Regions from separate parts of the Mus musculus genome. Here regions 2 and 3 are each linked to region 1. Evidence: chromatin contacts called from public promoter capture Hi-C data. All regions are on one chromosome and are shown on one strand. The core of a region is the stretch at or near the end of the contact, and the rest is flanking DNA. Distances in the headings are between cores, read along the strand shown. Region 1 holds the start of Rtn4 (reticulon 4). Region 2 holds the start of Rhbdf1 (rhomboid 5 homolog 1). Region 3 holds the start of Cpeb4 (cytoplasmic polyadenylation element binding protein 4).

Evidence for each region. Promoter capture Hi-C pulls out the DNA fragments that hold promoters and counts their contacts.
Region 2: a promoter capture Hi-C map of pre-B cells shows a contact between it and region 1. The contact joins the promoter of Rhbdf1 here to the promoter of Rtn4 in region 1. A contact is called at or near these places in 2 of 39 promoter capture datasets (liver and pre-B cells) and 1 of 115 datasets of contacts at active chromatin or transcription factors (astrocytes).
Region 3: a promoter capture Hi-C map of pre-B cells shows a contact between it and region 1. The contact joins the promoter of Cpeb4 here to the promoter of Rtn4 in region 1.

The regions. Positions count from the first base shown.
Region 1 is chr11:29,691,394-29,694,614 of GRCm38.p6, reverse strand. It overlaps Rtn4 (reticulon 4), which reads right to left and starts at 1,717. Exons shown (of 9, transcript NM_194054.3): 1 at 922-1,717. The coding sequence starts at 1,426.
Region 2 is chr11:32,220,522-32,223,742 of GRCm38.p6, reverse strand. It overlaps Rhbdf1 (rhomboid 5 homolog 1), which reads left to right and starts at 1,450. Exons shown (of 18, transcript NM_010117.2): 1 at 1,450-1,574.
Region 3 is chr11:31,869,175-31,872,395 of GRCm38.p6, reverse strand. It overlaps Cpeb4 (cytoplasmic polyadenylation element binding protein 4), which reads right to left and starts at 1,456. Exons shown (of 10, transcript NM_026252.4): 1 at 1-1,456. The coding sequence starts at 108.

The DNA of each region.
Region 1 (3,221 bases), core at 468-2,967:
CCTAAAACATTTCATTATGTCTCAGGATAAATCTACCACAAGTTCAACTAATTCCTGACCAGGAATCCACAGGTTTGCCCCTTTTTAAGGTCAACCATTTTGCCTTTTCTCTACAAGTCAATCTCGATGCATTTAAAGGCTAAGAGATGCCATTAAATTTGGCAATTTCTTTTACAGCACAACTGAGGCCCTGGATAACTATGCCCCATCGGAACAAAATGCCCAGATCTCGTTTCTCAGGCTGGTGTAGGAATCACCACATTAAACACAAATGAACTGGGCGGTGGCAGAACTTCACCAAAAGTCTCTCCTTCCCTTTTCTCCTGGAACCACGCCACTGGAGGCGCTCGCTCCCCCTTCACCGCAGTTGGGTTACTGTATAGACGTTAGCAGCTCGGCCAGTTCCCCACCAATAAAGGGAGAAAGAAACAGGGGATTAGTGCAAGGGGATCCCCCGACGCCCGGCAGGAAGGAAGGCAGGCCCTAAAAAATAAAAAAACTGTAGAGTGGTCGACAAACGCCCATCCTTTAAATAAAGGGATTAGGGCACCACAGCCTTCCCATTCCCACCTCCAAGCCCAGCCCAGCCCAGCCCAGCCCAGCCCAGCCCAGCCCAGCCCAAGGAATCCACCATCCTAGTTCTTCAACACACTCCTAGCTGCTGATAGGCGAGAACTTCGTGCTGGAATGGGAACCAGCGACTTGGCAGCGGTGCACGTGCTCCCCGAAACCCCGACAAACAATGAAGGCACCCAGGCTTCCGAGGCCGCCCCACCCTTCTGCCCGCCTCCCGCCAGCGGGGGCGCCATCACCCTGCCACTCGTAGACAAAGCCCTAGGGTCCCGAGCAGCCCTGCCCGTCCCCTCCTCCCCCGGGCCAAGACACAAAAGAGGGAGGGGCGTAACGCGCAGCAGCACTCACCCACTGAGCCCGAGCCCCTGCGCTTGGGCGCGGCCGGCGTGGAAGGGGGCGCGGCGGGCTCCGCTAGGGGGCTCGCGCCGGCTGGCGCCGGAGGCCGCGCTGGAGGCTCGTCGTCCTCCGGGAGCTTGGAGGGCAGGACTGCGGCAGCGGGCGGCAGGGATGGCGCGGACGCCGCGGGGCTGCGTTCCCAGGACGGCTGCCTCTCAGGGGCGGTGGGGGGCGCGGCCGGCAGCGGCCCGCGGGGCGCGGGGGGCACCGAGTCGCTGCTGAAGTCCAGCAGCGGTGCGGCGGCGGGGGGCACCGGAGCCGCGGACAGCCCGGCTGCGGGCTTCCTCTCCAGCACCTCCAATTCCTCCAGGTCCTCGTCGTCCTCCTCCTCCTCCTCGTCTTCCTCGTCCTCCTCGTCCTCGGGCTCCGTCACGAACTGGTACTTGAAAGCGGGCGGGGGCCGGGGCGGGCTATCCGCGGACGAGGAGACCAGCGACGACTGGTCTATGTCTTCCATGGTCGGCGATGATGCTGCAGCTACTGCCGCCGCGGGCCACTTCTCCTCAGAGCCGCGGGCGGTTGTGGGGGTTGGGCAGGACTGGCAGAGGCCGGGCTGGCCGAACCAAGCCGAGGAACCCGCAAAGGCGACAGCTCCAGGAACAATAAGACTTCTCCTCCTGCCTCCGCGCTCGAGATGCGCCACCCGCCCTGTCCTCAGTTGCAGCAGCCGCCGCCGCCCAGATGAGCAACTGAGAGAGGAGGGCAGACTCTCCGCCCAGTTTGGCGTGACTCACCTTCCCGGCAGGGGAGGGCTGGCTGGCGCGGGGGACAGAGAGCCAATAGGCTGCGGGATAGAGAAGATGGATCACGGGGTTGTCCAATAGAAATAGGGTGCAGGCGGAGCCTGCCATACTTCCTTGGTGGCGTTCGGAGGGCGGGGTTTGGAGCTGGGATCCACCCCCACCTAGTGTAGTTGGGGAATGGGGCGGGGACTTGGCCTTGCCTACAGCGGGATTTTAGTCTACCAAAAGGGGGCGGGCTGCGGTCCCAGGATTTGGAGAGTTTTCCAAGAAGCCTGTGGAAGGGCGTTATCCTGGGGACCTAGGAGTGGAAAGTTTCCTCCCCGAAAAGGGAAAAAAAAAAAAAAAAGTGGAGAAAGGTACTAACAAGACTGAATTAGGTCTTACGGATTTTTTTAGATAAAAGACTTATTTTCAGACATGGTCCCAACGCATAACTACCACCACCTCAAAAGGAGAAAGAAAAACAAAACATTTATTTGACACTTTCAAGTTCCCTCCCTTTCTAGACTGCAGGCCTGGAATGAGGTAGGCAAAACAGCTGTGCTAGATTACCCGGAGCTCTGGGCTCACTGTTTAGAATGCTTTCGGCCTTGCATTCTGCTGGACTCTAAAAGTGCACGGAGAATGAGTCACCAGAAAGGGAGAAGGGGGAAGGAACGTTGAAATAGATGCCTTGGAAGGCAAAATTGGTTCACTATTTTTCACTCACCTCAGGCTGATGAGTCAACATCCCGGATGATTCAGGCTTCCTAGGAGTCGGGAAGCCCTACACTCACTGGTTTGATATGCTGGAATGGCATGTCTCCTGATGTGCGGTCCCCCCCACCCCCACCCCCCCAAAGCTACACTTTAAAGAAAACGGTAGCCAGGTGTGGTGGCACATGCCTTTAATCCCAGCACTTGGGATGCAGAGGCAGGTGGATTTCTGAGTTCGAGACCAGCCTGGTCTACAAAGTGAATTCTAGGACAGCCAAAGCTACACAGAGAAACCCTGTTTCAAAAAATCAAAAGAAAGAAAGAAAGAAAGAAAGAAAGAAAGAAAGAAAGAAAGAAAGAAAGAAAGAAAACGGTAGAACATAGAAAACTTTGCTTCAAGGTTTGCAGAGTCCCTTTATCTTTCTTATACACTTTTCAAAAATACTGGCTGCATGCCTACTCTGGAGAGAGGATTGCCTGCATTCCAATTGTTCAGTCTACATGTGCACTGTCTAGTACTGAAGCAACTGGCTGCTTTTAGCTCCTGAGCACTGAAATGAAGTGTGTTCTGTGAATAAAATACACACTACATTCCCAGAATTTATAAGAAATGTTATAATTTCTGTTTCACATTGGTTTTATGTTGGCATTGATAGTATTTTGGATATAGTGGGATGAGTACACTATATTATCAAGTTCACTTGTATTCTTTTTGAAGCAGCTTGTAGAAACTTTTAAATGCATGTTCTAATAACTAAGATATTTGATTGCCATGGATTTTGTTGGTTTTTAAGCAAATTTGTAGTCCCAACA
Region 2 (3,221 bases), core at 201-2,700, 2.5 Mb before region 1:
TGTCACAGACTCCCCTGCACTATGGGAACTCCAAGGTCGATGGAGCAATGAGTCCTGGAAAGCTACTTTTCTGTCACTGTGTGCTGACAGCACTGTGGTATTCTTGCATTGAAGATGACTTGGGCTGGAGAGATGGCTCAGCAGCTAAGAGAGCTTTCTGCCTTTACAGAGGACCAGAGCTTGGCTCCCAGCACACACACTGGACAGCTCACAACTGCCTATAACTACAGTTCCAGGAGGATCTGATGCCCCCTCTGGCATGTGTGGGCACCTGCAACCACACACAGAGATAAAAATAAACACAGAAGAATTCTTTCTGTAAGAAAAGACGACTGACCCCTGGGTGTGTCTTCACAGTGAGTCTCCTGTAGGACTTCTTGCAGCTGGTAATAGATTTCTAGGTCTCAACAAAGGTCTAGGTGACCCTGCAGCATCCACAGCAGGAAGGAGTAGGGACCTACAGGCACCAGATGCCCGGTTCCTGTGGCCGGTTCCCTGATTTTCCAGAAAGGATGCAACCCCCGCACCTCCAGCCAGCCCAGTTTGGGCGTCCAGACCCTGCTTATTCCTAGCATGAGTCAAGAATGCTAGGCATGAAGACTGTCCCATCTCTGGCTTGGCATGTGTGGGTTACAGGAGCCCAGAACATCTGCACCACGACAGCTTTCTTCTCCCTCAGCCTTCAGCCTCAGCCGAGAGCAAAAGAAGCACTTCCTGTCCAGTATACAGAGTGATGAACCGTGCCTGACGTTATACGTGAGCACTGAGGCTGAAGAGAGAAGAGTGAGCGCATGCGCGGATGTAATGGCTTGAGGGGTGGCAGGTGTAGTCTAACCCTTGTACCTGCTGGGAAAGAAGTAGGGGAAGGGGTAATTGCTGAGCTGCGGTTCCTGTGAAATGGTGTATCAGTGTATGAACGTGAGTGTGCACACTTATAAATGTGTTAGGGTAGAGAGTGTGAGCCCATGGAAGTGCATTTTGAATAGGTGTGCGCACGTGTCTGTGTAAACAGGTGCGAGAGGCCTGAATGCATGAATGTTTGTTAGAAAGATCAGGCGCGTGTGCACAGGACAAGTGAGAGCTTCGGGACCCTCAGTGATGTGCCAGTGCGTGCCTTCGGAAGGGGCGTTCAATCTGCCTTTTAGGTCCCTTCCCACGCCACCCTCTTGCTTTGGAGGTCCCCTTCCTCTCTTCCCAAGCACAGGGGCAGCACAAGATGAAGGAGTATGGAAAGGCGAGTCCAAGACAGATGTTATGATTAAGGTGGTCGCTGGCGAGCCCGACTCCCAGCTACAGGTGTCTCTGCGGGACCCCTGGCAGAGCACAGCCGGAGGTCTTCCCGGAGGAGGCGCCCGGGGCTGGCAGCGGGCGGCGCGCATTCCTCAGCCCTGAGTCAGGCGGCCGCCCCTCTGCCGGGCCCGCCCCCGGCGCGCACGCCCCTCGGCCCGTGGCATTCCCAGGCGGACGGGTCGGGCCGGCGCGCGGGCGGCGCAGGCAGGGACTAGGCGCGGGCGCCCTCCCGGCCCGCAGCGGCGGCAGCAGCCGGTGCAGACCCTTCTGAGGACCCTACGGCGGTGAGTGGCGGCCGGGGTCTTTGCGCGGGGTTCCGGGCGGGCGAGTGCGGAGCTTGCGTTCTGGCGCGTGTCCGCCGATCGCTGGCAGTCGGTGCGCGGAGTTTCCCGAGCGCCGGCGCAGGCGGCGCGGCCCGGATTCCAGCCCGGCGCCCCACAGAAATAGCCCGTGGTCGGATCGGCGCGGCCTGGCGGGCGGGGCAGCGGAGTAGCAGCCCCGCCGGGTCCCCGGGGACAGGAGTCCGGGGGCCGCAGCCGCCCTGAGCGGCCCCTCCGCTGCCAGCCCCCACACCCCATGCCCTCCGTGCTCCCAGGGCCCCGAAGGTGGCGTCTGAAACTCTGCACAGAGAGCGCGACTTCGGGCCACAGGGTCCGCTTCCTCCCACTCACGGGAGTAACAGTGGCAGCTGCGGGCCGGGGAGCTCGGCTGGGCCTGCTCGGCCCGTTTCAGCCCGGTTCGCATCGGCAAACTCGGGAAGTGCCTCCAAAGACATCTCCTGCCCTGTACAGTGGCCCCGGGGGCGAGCCCGAGGCCACAGTCGGGATCTTGAAGTAGGCCTGGGCGCGGTGGGGTGACCGCGGACCCCAAGGGCTCAGGGATAGGCGAGAGGGCCTGTCTGTCCTGCTGGGAGCACGCTAGTAGAGCTGGGTGGAGAACGGTCAAGGGACTCCCCCTAGGCTTTCTTTCCGCTCAGATAGTCCGGACCAGAGTTCCTGCTCCGTGTGCCTCTTGGAGTAGTGTGTCTGTCTGCGTGGGCGGGGCCTGGATCCGGAGGCCCCCCGCTCTGTCCTGGGAAAGCCCCCCCTCCCCACTTCCTGTTGAAGCCGGGAGAAGATTCTAGGATGAAACTGGCTTTTCAGGTTTAGACCAGCTAAGAAGTCGGGGCAGTCCCAGGCTAGGTGCTCCCCACCTCCATGGGGCGAGCCTCAGCCCCTTGCCCCCGCCCTTAAGCCTAGAGGATGCTGGGGAACTCAGCAGCTGGCCAGTTCTCAAGAGGTTGCAGAGGCTGAGCCCTATGCTTACCAGGGTCATTCTGGGCAATCCGGGTAAGAGGGCAAGGGTGTCGGGTAGGTCCAGTACAGTACAGGGTAGGGTAGTACAGGTTCTGGCACCAGTCCACAGAACTCCAGGCAGCCTCCATGGCTGGCTAGCTCCTCTGCAGGAGCCTTACTGGGAAGTCCACTTGGGTGAGCCAGTATAGCTCCCCTCGGGGTCTAGAGGTGCTGGTTTGGGTCTCCCATTAAGGGACAGTCAGGGCCCTCCCTCCTATCGCCCTAGCTCTAGTCCTCAGCGGAGCCCCTTCCCTTGCCCAGCCCCAAGTGCTCTGCAGCCGTTGGAGCTAAGGATCCCTCCCAGTTCCCTGGCAGACCTGGCCGAGGTGCTGAACTCCCTTGAGGCCCTGTGACCTCAGGCAGTAAAAAGCCTCTCTGAGTCAATCTGTAAAATGGGAGGACAGGAGTGATTACTTCTGCCACCGGTTATAACATCAACAGGGTTCGTTGGGCTCAGGTCTGAGGCAGGTGTCCCCGGCTTTTGGTGACTGAAGCTGTTGTTGCAGACTCAGTTTACCCTTCTGGAGCCTCTCCAGTTTTGTCCTGCTTCCTTTGGGTTCTGGGAGGGGTTTCTGAGTCAGTACAGGGGAACTCTGT
Region 3 (3,221 bases), core at 207-2,706, 2.2 Mb before region 1:
ATTTTGGTGATGGTGTGGAGGCTGCAGATGTGGATGGAATCGGACTGGAAAAGCAGATTTATTCCCAGTATTGCTTTGCACTAGCACTCCAAACCCGTAATCCCCCATTTATTATTTTTAGGATCAGAATCTCACAATAAAAAAAAGACAACCTAATGTCTCACGTCTTTCCTCCCCTGTATCTCAAATATGTTTGCTTGAAGTATCTTATTTATAGCTAACTCAAAGATCACAGCTTATCACCCTACGTATCTCTGATTTGGAATTCTGGTCTCTCTGAATGGAAAAGAACCTAAAAAAAAAAACCTCTTAAAATATTGATATGAATCCAATTGGGCTTATTTCAAGGAAGGAATAAAAAAGGAAAAAGGTAAAAATCAAGTCTTTGGTTAGTAAAATAGGCGCTTTCTTTTTCCAAAGGAAAATGTTCATGAATGACAAAAACACAGCTTCTCAAGCATCTATGGATATAGAAGAATAAGCATTGTGCGGAGTAAAAATATATATATATAAAATTTAACAATCACATATGGTCTTCCTCAGCAGTTTAGATTCACATAAAAATTAGAATAGGATTAAGGGGTGAATACGTTCTTTTCTTGGCAGCTTGGTTAAAAAAATCAGGAATAATTTAAGAACATTATATATTATATATTTATATATAGATAGATTATATTAGGTTATCTGGGGCGGGAGGTGAATTTCTGGTTGCCAAAGAGGAAATCAGCCTTGACTAAAGGAAAGATGATTGCAGGGAGATTTCTGCTGTTCCTGGTCCTGTTTCTGTTCTTTTGTAGGGTGCAGTGTGGGCCTCTGGGGCTGTTCCTTGGGCTCCGGGTGCAGATCTTGCTGCGTTTGCTGTTCTTGGGCTCCCCTCGGCCTCCTTTCCCCCATGAAAGGGGTTGGAAACACCCGTTTCTCCCTCTGGGGGGTGTCGCGATCAGGAGGGATTAGCGAGACTGGACAAGGGCAAGCTGGCGGCCCGGGGGTGCGGGGAGCAAGGGGGCGACCTGGAAGGTCCTGCGGTTTCTGCCTCTTCCCCTCTCTGCGGCTCCGGGATTTTTTTCCCTCATGGGACCCAGGGGCGGTTTGTTCAGTTCTCTCAGTTCGATTCTCCGCCGGGGGGAGGGGGAAGGGGGATGGACAAAAAGGAAAACCCCGCTACCGTAGTTACTCTACAGGAGAAAAGCCTCCCCCCTCGGCTCGCGCTCTCTTTTCCCCTAGACTGATTGGAAACTATAATTTAGAAGGCTTTTGTTTCTCCTCACGGTTGCTGGGCCGCCGCCGCCGCCGCTTTTCCCCGGTCCCGCAGTCCCAGCTGTCGTCGTTGCGGACTCCGTCTGGCTCTTCTTTTTCTTCCTTCTTCCTCCTCGTCTTCCTCTGCTGTCGCCGCTGCCGCCGCCGCCGCCGCCGCCACTGCCTCCGGTGCCCAGGTCCCGCAGCCGCGGCTGAGTCCTTCTCCTCAGGACCGAGCCGAGTGAAATGACAACCAGCTGGAAAGACCGAGAGACACTTCCGGTTCGATGAGGGAGGGGCGGGGTGCTGCGGAGGCCACGCCTAGCAGCCGGAAGACCAATCCGACACCACAATCCCGACTAGGCCACGCCTCCCAGCCTCAGAGCTCCACCCAGGAAGGTCTCTGGTCATCTCAGAGCCGCCTCTTCCGCCTGCGCCTCGCCCAGCGGGGCCGGCGTCGGCCTCGGGTCTGCGCACCCAGTGCAAGCGGTGCACCGCCATCTTTTTTATGGGCAAAGATTCCTTTGCGATTTATGTTCCCAAAGCAGGCTTCTTAGGAAGTCCGTAGAGAGACGCTCGGAAGAGAATGGACATCTTGCACACTGAAACACTGAGCTAAAGTGTTGGGGGTCGAAGTGGCAACCCATGAAACCTAGAATAAACGAGAGGCCTGCCCTGAGTAAAGGTGGGTGCCCCGGGCATCACGTGCTCTGGCCCGAGCTCCGCCCCCGAGGGATGGAAGGAGAGGCGGGTTTTCCCGGCATCTGTGCTGTGCCTAGAACTGCATAGTCCTTATCCTGAACGCACGTCTCCGGAGGGATTCCCTTCAGTCTCCATTCCTCCACCCGAACCACCTACTCTCCCATCCTCCCTTTGAGATGCAGATGCTGTAGGCGTCCATGGCTGAGCCACCAACTATTAGCTTTCTACTCCACCTTCCAAGCAGAACGGAGGGATTTTTCTAAAAACGAAATTCCAGTCACGGTCCTGTTGTGCTCATACCTTTTTAAAAATGGCAGTCCGTTACCTGGAGAATAAAGACCAAACTCCGTATTGTCCTGTGGGCAGTATTCTCTGTGCCTTTTTCCACGCCTTTGTCGTCTCCTCTTGGCAAACTCTCATTTCGTTTTAGGAGTAAGTCTCCAACCTACCTACTCTGCCTTCGGAATCTCTTTTTACAGGCATACATGACCCTCGATACCGCTCATGCTTTTATATGGCATTATATTACATTGGTGGCTTATGTCTCTAAATCAGTGCTTAAAACAGTAGTTCTCAACAACTGGGTTGTGATGCCTTCAGGGAGGTGTCCAATGACCCTTTCACAGGGATTGCCTAAGACCCTCAGAAAACACAGATGTTCACATTACAATTCATAACAGTAGCAAAATTACAGTTATGAAGTAGCAACAAAAGTAATTTTATGGTGGGGAGGGGTCACCACAGCACGAGTAACTGTATGAAAGGGTCGCAGCATTAGGAAGGTTGAGAGCCACTGCTCGAAAGATTTGACATTGAAGATTGGAAGCACCAGAGAGGAATCTTGAATGGAGACATACATAGAGAAAAGCAGCAAGAATGAAATCTTTTCTGAAAGGTCTGATATTCAAATCTGAATTCATCATTTAGTTTCTTATGCCATTTGGTTTGGAGCTCACATGTTGGTTATTTGCTGTCTACTCAAGGCCTCCCTGTCTTTGCCTTTGTATAGGCCTACTATCGTTTACTCTGCTGGGGCCTGAAGTAATATATTGTCCTCAGCATAAGTTTTAGATATGTGTTGAATAAATGTTTCCTTTGGGAAATGGAAACTGAAGAAAAAACTAAGATAGAGCCCAAAGTAATTCCAACAAAATCATATATCTATATCTATATCTATCTACCCAGTATGGTGACACACACCTTTAATCCCTGAGTTCTAAGCCATCAGGTCTACACATCAAGCAAGTTCCAGGCTAGCCAGGGCTATCATCTTGTCTCAAAGA